2 separate regions of the Gossypium hirsutum genome follow, and region 2 is linked to region 1. The links are chromatin contacts, called in public Hi-C maps. All regions are on one chromosome and are shown on one strand. Each heading gives the region's core, a stretch centred on a gene start, on an enhancer-like site or on the middle of the called end of the contact. The rest is flanking DNA. Distances are from core to core; before and after follow the strand shown. Region 1 holds the start of LOC107913689 (probable trehalose-phosphate phosphatase J). Region 2 has its middle 42 kb from the start of LOC107911450.

Region 1 (4,959 bases), core at 318-2,817:
TTTTCGTTATGTTTTCTTTGCTAGTATTTTATAATTTTTGTTTTAATGAAATAGTAAAGCATAGAAACCTAGTTTATTGGTATGTTTCGAAAAATCTAAGTGTTGGGAATTGATTTGGGAGATGATTTAAATGTTGATATATTGTGAAATCTAAATTTTGCAAGGGTTTTTTTTTAACATAAAATAGGCAAAAATGCTGCAAAAATTTTTATAAAATAATTTTACCATTATGTTTCCATTTTGATAAAGTAAGATAGAAAAGTAAGTTGTTTCGGCAACAGAATATAATATTTTATATTTGGATCCAACAACTGGGTCACATAGAAACTAAATTTGCAACTTACATATAGTGCATGGCCTAATAGCATAATTTAACCAAATAGTTAATATTTAATTAAAAGAAAACCGGCTGCCTAGCAAAAAGAAAAAGAAACGGTCCGAATATTCCAAAACTCCAAATATGGAATATTTATCTTAAAAGTACGCATAATTTGAGTATAATTCAGTTCACTTAGCACAACAACATCCCTAGATAAAATATGTAGAAGAAAGCAAAGTGTTGTTTGTAGACTTGGACCGTTTACATTGATTGCTGATTATGGGATTTGACTTCGATTCTCCAATCTTTCTATTTCAGATATATTGTCGTGAATTACCAAAATTTTTTAACTTAATTAAGAAATAAAAGAACCACAGCGAATTAAGAAAATTTTAATATAAGAATCTCTTATACAGAATATGAGATTCAAAACATCTTCCAGTCAAAGGGGTTGGAGAATCAATTCCCCGTTTCTTGAATTAAACATGATTGTTTGATTAGATTAAACCGATGTTAGGAAATTTCTTTATGAATCTCAAATTATTATGTTGAAATTAATCGACAATTGTTGAACAAGTTGAGTAAGCGAGGGATATATAGAATCTCGTACCGTAAATCACATCCTTGGCATGCAAGTAATGGTAATCGACTGATGCTTCCACTTACAGAAACAAAAGAGCAGAGAAAATGAGGATAAACTATAAACAATAATTAATTAATTAAATGAGCCCCAACATTGGGCAGAGCTGGGCACTGTTCTGTCTCAATTTTCAAGACTGGACTAGATTCAGCCAATAGAAACACAACAATAATTTTCTATTGGATCAAATTAGATATACTGACTAGCTTCATGTGAAGTTTTAAAGAGGATTTATTTATTAATAAAACTTTTGCATAGAGAACTAAAGAACAGACCTAACAAGCTAAATGATGCGATTTGGTGAGCACAGGTGGCACAAACCCATATGATGCGAGCCATCCAAGGCTATGGTCCATGGCATAACTGCTAGCAGCCTGTTAAAACTGCCTTTTTACTTCACACTGCTAAGGCTAAAGACGGCTGTTTCAACAAAGGCATGGGATTTGGATTGTGGGACCACGTGGCGGTGGAGCCCCTTAAAGCAAAAACTCAGGATATGGTCATGGAGGACGGTGGGTCCCACATTTAGGAGAGAGGCATAGTTAGTTTGTTTCGTCGCTTTGTGTCTGGTTTGCTATAAAATGGGCTTTCAATCCCCTTCTGTCTCTCTCACATACATTCTCTTCTTCATATTTCTCTGCCTATTCTTCCTTTGAGTACTCTGTATACTCCTCTGTTTCAAATCTCCTCCTCCTCCTCCTCCTCTTTACCTTCACATTAACATCTTAACACTTGGTTCTTTTTAGACGCCATAATATCCACAAATGGGTAAGTTCTTTATTGTTGTTATTCTGTATTTTGGGGACCTATTGAGAACTGTGGACTTTTTAGTTTTTAAGGTAGCTTTTTACTAAAAATGCTTTGTTTTGTTATAGTGAGTTTCTTAGAAGAGAGAGCAAAGAATATGGGTGGTGGTGGTCAAAATATAATGACTGATGCAAAATCTGTCCTCAACATGTCAATCACAGTGACAGTATCAGCTCAAAAGCCGCCAGCACCTCATGGTTATATCTCCATTTCAACAAAGAGGTTGCTGCACAACCTTGAAATCAATGCTGGGGCAAGAGCTAGTGTATGGGTTGATTCCATGAGAGCTTCTTCACCAACTCATAAAAAATCCACACCTAATGATCAAGGTTCCTGGAATGTAAGTTCTAAAGCTATTCAACCCTTCAACAAAAAGTGGGTTTGCTCTTTCTTCAACCCAACAAAGATTCTGATTTGTTTTGTAGCTACACCATCCATCTGCCCTGGAGATGTTTGAGCAGATAATAGATGCATCGAAAGGGAAACAAATAGTAATGTTTCTGGACTACGATGGCACACTTTCACCAATTGTTGAGGATCCAGATCGAGCTTTCATGTCCAACAAGGTTGCCTATTTGTCTTATATAAAACTATGGTTAACCTTTGTATAACCCTTTTGGGTATTTTCATCAATACTTAACTTTTTCATGCTTATGTACACCAGATGAGAAGGACAGTGAGAAAGCTAGCAAAGTGTTTTCCTACTGCCATAGTTAGTGGCAGATGCAGAGACAAGGTACATTTCCAGGCCACAAATTTTATTCTAAAAAAAAACGCCCAACTTTTTTCCCCCGAACTTGAATATATTTTTTCATTTTTTTTTGCAAAATTGTAGGTGTATAAATTTGTGAAATTAGCTGAACTGTACTACGCTGGAAGTCATGGCATGGACATTAAAGGGCCAAAGAAACGTTCCAAAACTGACAAAGTGACAGAACATGTTCTTTTCCAACCAGCAAATGAATTTCTTCCCATGATTGACGAGGTTTACAAACAATTGGTTGAGACCACCAAATCAACTCCAGGAGCTAAGGTGGAGAACAACAAGTTCTGTCTCTCTGTACACTTCCGTTGTGTTGATGAAAAGGTAATAAAAAAAGCCAAATTACTATTATTAACTTAGAATTATTCCGACTATTTTATTGGCACTTGACCCTTTGCTTCAAAACAACAGAAATGGAGTGAACTGGCACAACAGGTTAATTCAGTTTTAAAGGAGTACCCCAAGCTACGACTAACTCAAGGTAGAAAGGTTCTTGAAATCCGTCCTACTATTAAATGGGACAAAGGGAAAGCCCTTGAAATTTTATTAGAATCTCTTGGTAAGTTGTTTTTTTTTTTAAATATAAATAATATTTGATGTATTGACGGGAGTATGTGTACTAACAGTTATTATAAACATCTTTTTATAGGATTCGCTAACTGTACTGATGTTTTCCCTGTCTATATCGGAGATGATCGCACAGATGAAGATGCATTTAAGGTATCCAATGCTCAAAATTAAGGGCAAGGCATGTCTTTGCTTTATTAAACTTGTAGATCTTGTGCTAACAGTTGTGTTTTTTTCCCATTGTTATTAGATATTGAGAGACAGAGGACAAGGTTTCGGAATTCTTGTCTCAAAGTACCCCAAAGACACCAATGCATCATATTCTTTACAAGAACCAGATGAGGTAAGTTCCAAAACTAGCACAAACAAGTATTATTTTATTTTTGTTTTGGTAACTTGATCATAATCTTTCCTTTCTTGCAGGTTATGGATTTTTTACAGCGTCTGGTTGAATGGAAACAATTATCTATGGGAGCTTAATCCAAAATTTAAAAATTAGGAAGATATGGAAAAATATTTGTCCACCCTAGCAAACGGAAATATAAAGGGTTGGGACGAGATTATGTAGTAAATTCTTGTTCAAGATAAAGAAAAATGAACAAGAAAAAAAAAAGAATATATATATATATAATACATGTATTGTATCTCTAGGCTTGAAGGCCTTGCACATCTTGTAACTAGCATGGTACAAGGGTAATGACTTGTAGCTTCATAATTCGTCTATTATGCATAGAAATGTTACTCTCCTTGTTTCTCTCTTTATCCCTCTTATTAACAAAAGCAAAGTTTACGTTGCTTTGGTTCTTCATTTAATCTTTTAAATATTTATGTTGGATATATATTCAAATATAAGTATTGAGAAATGATTCAGCAATTATAATGTCAAGTCTAAAAACTGATTGAACATACTCATATCTAATGTTTACTTACATTGGACGATAACACTTGAATACGAATAACATAAAAAACAAAACTATCTCATTTTCACTATATTGATGAATATAAAGTTTTCTCGTGGAAGGGAATTATAATATTAAGCATATTCATTGAAAATTGATTTAAAAAGTCTGATGCGCTACTTAACACTTAAATTTCAGGTACTCAGCATATGCATCTGCAAATTTAATTTTAAGTTATTGCTTTTGTTTTTGTTAACTCAAAATAAAAAGCTAAGCCTATGCTTATGCTTGTGCTTTTAACTTTAATCTAATTTCCTTTTTGGGCCAAATTTCTCAGCTATTATCCAACCTTGTCTGTGAATAAGTTCATTTTTTTTTTAAATTTTTTCTATAAAGAATGCTGCCTTTGTCACTTCATTAGCGGACAGACAGTTTGGTATTTAACTGAATGGACACTGTAAAAGGACTAACTGAGGGTGGAGAAGATTTAGTCTCTTGAAAGTGAAAGAATTTGATAAAAACATGATGTATTTGGAATATAAAACAAAAATATATATAATTCTTGATACAAAGGTAATATGGAGGAGGGTACAGTGGTGCTGATGGAGGCCGTTTCACCCAATCGGGGCAGAGTGTTGGAAGTTATAGAGACTGGAGGTGAAGAAAGTATGAAGGTTAAGTGCTGAAGGTAAGTTGACAGAGTATAGGCAAGTATATTCAAGAGCTGATCCTCTCTTCACCGTTTAGGGGCTCTTTATAGGTGAGGTTCGGTGCAGAATAACATTGTGGGATGTATGGGGTGGATGTCTTCAATGGGACAAGAATGTCTATGACAAGACATATCTTGTTATTCCTTTTGATTAGAGGTATGGAGCAGTTGAACCTACGTGAGGTTTGATGACTAAAACGATCATGTCCTTAACAAAAGGCTAAATGGCTAAGATGAGGAGTGAAGCTTCTAGCG
Region 2 (5,740 bases), core at 3,191-5,690, 230 kb before region 1:
GTGATTAACATTATAACTTTTTTTATTATGTTAAACATGGTTTTACGATTGTTTTGATAAGTTAGATCCAAATTATGCATGTTTCTCATGATGGTTATATATGCCATAGTAGTTTCCTTGAGCGTAGTTTATGTTTCTTTGAGTATAAAGGTGTTTTGGTATTGGTTTGTGGAGTTTTAAAAGTGGTTTTTGGATCCTCAAAGCTTAGTTATTGATATTGGAATGTTTAGAGTAAAAATGGGGGTGTTTTCAGGTTAGTTTTTGGCTTCAAGGGTCGTGGTTTTGAACTTGGGCCTAGGAGTATCAACACAAGTGTAACATAATGCCCCAGTGAATAGTTGGCAGGACTTGTACCGGTACAACTAGGTAGTTGTACTAATACAATAGTGACAAGGAGGGGTCCTTGTAGTGTTTTGGTAGTTTTAAGCCCCCAAAGGCCCAAAATTGGTTCTAAACACCTTCGAAAGTGTTCTAATGGCATCTCCATTCGAACCGATCATTTGGACGGGTGAGAGGTATTACATATTTCCTCTACTGAAGTGGATAATTGTGTATATACAAAGTGTGTTAATAGTGATTCTATTATAATAATTTTATATGTTGATTTTCAGTACTAATCATGAGTTAGTACTCTCGACAATGAGATATCTTGCTTCCAAATTTGACATTAAAGGTATGAGGGAAATAAACATTATATTGGATGTTAAGATCATAAGGAAAGGAGATAGCTTGATGCTATCACAAGAAAATTATGTTTAGAAACTTATAAAGAAGTTTGGACACTTAAATGTCAAACCAATGAGTACTCCTTATGATGTTAGCACTTAATTGAAGAAAAATAGAGGTGAGCCCATTACTCAATCAAAGATGCATATATTATTGGGAGTCTGAAGCATTTAATGAATTTCACATAACCAAACATAGCATATGCTATATGTCAACTGAGAAAATACACATATAACCTAAGTCATGAACATTGGGCTACTATAGTCAGACTTATGAAATATTTGAGGGCATTCATTAGTTATGGTATTTTATTTAGTGGATTTCCCACTTTGTTAGTTGGATACAGTGATGCTAATGGATCTTAGATTCAGATGAGACAAAATCCACTAGTGGTTATATATTCACCCTTGGTGGTGTTATATTGTGGAGGCCAGACAAACAAACTATTATAACAAAATCTATTATAGAGTCTAAGTTTATTGCTCTGGAGTTCACTGGTAATGAGGCTGAGTGGTTGTAAAACTTCTTAGCAAATATTCCATTGGGCACAAAGCCAACAATTTTTGTGTCAATGCATTATGATTGTCAATTGACAATAACCATTGCAAAGAATAAACTTTCGATGGCAAAATTAAACATATTCATTTAAGACATGATGTGATTAAGCAGTTGCAAAACAATGGAGTAAAATCAACTGATTATGTGAAGTCAGAGTTGAATTTGATCTATCCTCTAACTAAACCCTTGGGGAAGAAACTAATAAATGAAACATCAAGAGGAATGAAACTACTGCCAAAGGATGAGGTCAACAATGATGGAAACCTAACCTATTTGATTTGAGGTCCCATGAATTAGGTCCATATGGGTAAGAACAATGTCATTAGTTGACTTGTTAAGCACTATAAAATTATGTCCCTCCTATGATGTAAATAGTGCTAAAACAAGATTGCATGCATGGTGAGGATCAGTAAAAACTCTTAAACAAATCCAAATGTTTTATAAGTGGTATATTGATCTACAGAATACATTGATGGATTGGCCTATATGGGTGTGAAGTGGGGTCGCTTTCATGAGCTTTATGGCAGAGTCTCTAGAGTACTCATAAAACCAGGCACGTGCATGGCCTATTAGCACACAATCGCTTTGAATAACGAATCGTAGATATAATGTGATAAATGAGAATTTTAGTTTACATAATGAATAATTGGTTCATAAAAACTTATTTCACCAATTTTTTAGTAAATTATGTCTCATTTGTTAAAAGCTCTAGTTCGTAGTCTAAATGACATCATGATTATTGCATTGTATCGAAATACTTTGCTAAAATTCTTTCCTTATTCTTTGAAATATGTGGGGGATTGATGGGAGTTTATTTTTCCTTTCAAATAATTACACAATCTCACACCCTTTGAAGAAACATCTTAAGATGATGATTATATAGCATTGTTTTACATTAGGCTTATAACAGTCAAAACAAGAGAATGGGTACGTGCACATGAGAATTGAGTCTGGAACCTTAATTCAACTCAAATGGGTTGACCCCCATAAGAATGCCGTTTTATTTTATTTTGTCACTTTATTCAAATTAGATTCCTTCATTTTTTCTCAGATTTTTCTGCGAAGTATTCTTAAGGATAGTAATTCCACGCCTCAAGCGACAACTACCAATTCTTAACCTTCACTTTTACAACACTATTTAAGTGAATTGTGATGTGTATGTTGTATAGTTGAAGAAATAAGATTCTTATGTGTGGGTGGATATGATTTTGATTTTCAAATGGCACATATCTACAAGCATTTTAGGTGCTCCATATATACAAAAATATCTAACTAATATTAATCTATTCAAAATTTCTTTACTAGGTTAATGTAATTTTTTTCTTAATAAAATGATGATTCGAATCCAAAATATTTATGAAGTAGATGAATTTCTAATTAATAAGTTGTAACTTGGGTTGAATGTAATATATTTTAATACAGTAATTACATTGGCTTGATGGTTAAAGTGTTTATTTGTTGTTAAGGTTTTGGACTCCACTTATAATTTAATATATATATATCAACACCTGCGTCCGATGCATGGCATATATATCTATTGTATATAGATAAATGAGGATAAACACATAAAGTCATCATTAAATCACTTTTAAAAAAAGCATCAGAAAACACCAAGTAATCAATTTTTTTTTTACTTTGCACGTGTGTTTCATTGTTGGGAACTGAAGGCTTTCCAAATTGATCCCAACAGGCCCACTAAAATAACCATCCGAATATTGTGCAAGCTCATGTTATGGCACTTGTTGCAAATGCATTAGAGAAGCCGTCCTTTTCACGGTCCTTGAAAAGAAAAGAAAAAATTGATAATAGTAATAATAATATATCCAAAATGAGTTAAAAACACAACTTTCGTATTAAATTTCAATAGAGGTGACAAAACACACTCAACTTAAAAATTCTTTTATACCAATTTGAGTTTATAATAATCTAAGTTTGAAAAAAATTTAAATTCCTAATAATTTAAGTATGAGAAAAATTCAAACTCAAGAAAGTTCAAACTCAAGAAAATTTGAGTTTAAAATAACTTGAGCTTGAGGTTGACCTGGGCCCAAGATTGATCTGAGCTCAAGCATGAGATAGATCTGATTTAAAATTTGAAAAAGTTCAAATTTATAATGAAACAAACATCAATAATTAAGTTAAAATATATAATAAGTTATTGCACTTTTTATAAATTTGGAATTTAGTTCATATAATTTTATTTTCAAGAATTTAGTCTTTTTATTTTTTAATTTTTTAAATTCAAGTCCAGTTATTAATACTATTAATTTTTTTGTTAAGCTTATTGATGTGACATTCATAATTAGGTTAAAATATGTCACATTAACATACTTGTCTAGGTTGCATGCCACATGTTAGTTTCACATTGATTTTGTCAGTCACGTAAGCATCTATTAACAATTAGATTGGTCAATGAGAGTTTTCATTATCCAAAGGGCCTGGATGAGTTCTTTCTTTTCTTTTCTTTTCTTTTTTATTAAAGGCTCAATTTAGTGCATTCTTGTGAGGGTTTAATTGATTTTTTTTGCTAAGGATATTTTTACCCTTAAACCTAAATATACTAAATATTTTTTAATATTCAAAATTTAATAATAAAATAACAATGTTTCAAACCTTAATTTAGTAATATAATAAATAATAAAAATCATTTTTGTCAATTCTAATGTTTTTCAAACTCGTGACTTATATATATTAGATAATAATTCAAATAAATAAAAAGTTATATACATATCATATAATATGATTAATTATGTTTGTAAAATTATTATATATTATATAATCATAAACATTACATATAATAAATACTATGTTATATACAATATTTATATTAAAATAAAAATTTATATAAAATATTTCCTTTATATGAATCGAATTTGTATTATATTATCATTATGTAAAAGTAAATTTAATTATTACGTTTGAAACATAATTTATAGAATATCAAAATTATTTAAATTTGACTAAACTCACCCAACTCACCAATCTGAATTTGAGAAAATTCAAGACCGGAAAAATCTAAAACCAAAAGGGCCCAAGTTTGAGAAAACTCTAGCTTAAAAAAGTCTAAACCTAATAAAAGTCCAAGCCCAAAAAAACCCTAGATAGAGAATATAGCTGATCCAAATCCAAAATAATTTAAGTCTAAAATAATTCAAATACAAAGATAGTCCAACCTGAGCCCATCCAAACCATCTTCTTTGCCATCTCTAAATTTAAGAACGAATCCAATGGAAACAAATTTAAAATTTTTCATTAAGTTCTGAAAAAATACAGTGTCTACATTTATATTTTATAATTAAAATTAAATAAATACTTTTATTTATTTAATTTGAATTCTAGTTAGACCAAGCTAACCCAAGTTGATTTCCTTGTCTAAACACAACCCATAAACAAGTATAAATATAACTAAATGATAATTTAAAATAGCATTTTAATAAATTAACAATTTTATATGTTACTATTAAATATTATCCATTTAAATATTTATATTAAAAATAATTTTAACAATATTATTTTTTAAATATTAATATACAACCATTTTTTAATATTTTAAAGATTGGATTCGAAGTTGAAATCTCAACAAACAAAGTTATAAAAGTTTATTAAAATTATTGTAAAGGGATTAAATATGTATTTCCATAAAAGTACAGAGGTTAAAAACATCATTTGACCTCCTACGTATTGTAGTCGGTATTATACTTGTAGTACGTACTATTTTCGGTCAAAATTTTAGTGTGTTTTGATCATTTCGATATATTTAGGCCAATATCGATGTGTACCGACCTGTATCTATTGATACAAAATTTTGATATTTTAAACCAACTTTTAAATGTTTTTCTTAACCATTTTATATTTTCTATAATTATATACCTAATTAATAAATTTAAAACTTATATTTAGATATAAATATATTTATATGGATGTAGTTGAGATACATTTACATGTATATATAATATATAATTTATTTATTTTTACCAAAATAATATATAATTTAAATAAATATTAGACTACAAATGTATATGTAAAACATATTTAAATAAATAATTTATCAAGAAATTAAAAATTAAATTATCTATATGTGTGAAAAATATATTTAAAAGCATCAACAAATCCGAAACCATACACCAAAACATGCCTACGATCTAAAATAAAAATAATATATCTACTGACACAATATTGAGTAATTTACTCCTATATTTTAAGCCAAAAAAAAAAATCCAAATATCTATGTAAAAAAATTTGTTGACCAAGTTCACCACATCAACAAGGCGAATGTTAAGTAGACAGGTCAATTTCCAAAATCATGAGATATAAGGATCAGCATTACTCTAAAGGGACTAATTCTACGACCTAAATAAAGTAAAGAAATTATTCATATGATTTGACGAGCTTTTATTGAATTAATTTGCAGCAAATATGGTTTCACCCAACTTACTAGACAACTCTAAATTATATA

The links. A called contact is a pair of places that touch in the nucleus more often than the background predicts.
Region 2: a contact with region 1 is called in a Hi-C map of leaf, with 1.8 times the contacts expected there. The contact joins the enhancer-like site here to the promoter of LOC107913689 in region 1. A contact is called at or near these places in 4 of 34 Hi-C or Micro-C datasets (fibers and leaf).

What each region holds. Positions count from the first base shown.
Region 1 is chrD11:36,282,231-36,287,189 of Gossypium_hirsutum_v2.1, reverse strand. It overlaps LOC107913689 (probable trehalose-phosphate phosphatase J), which reads left to right and starts at 1,567. Exons shown (of 9, transcript XM_016842348.2): 1 at 1,567-1,727; 2 at 1,928-2,106; 3 at 2,192-2,332; 4 at 2,431-2,502; 5 at 2,602-2,853; 6 at 2,941-3,088; 7 at 3,179-3,249; 8 at 3,347-3,439; 9 at 3,520-3,841. The coding sequence starts at 1,724. The coding sequence ends at 3,576.
Region 2 is chrD11:36,510,076-36,515,815 of Gossypium_hirsutum_v2.1, reverse strand. No RefSeq gene overlaps it. Among protein-coding and RNA genes, the nearest start is that of LOC107911450, 42 kb to the right of the region's middle. Within about 2 kb of position 4,440, at least 1 of the 9 cell types and tissues checked has an H3K27ac peak or open chromatin away from gene starts, as enhancers often do. A contact at or near this core is called in leaf, where this site is marked.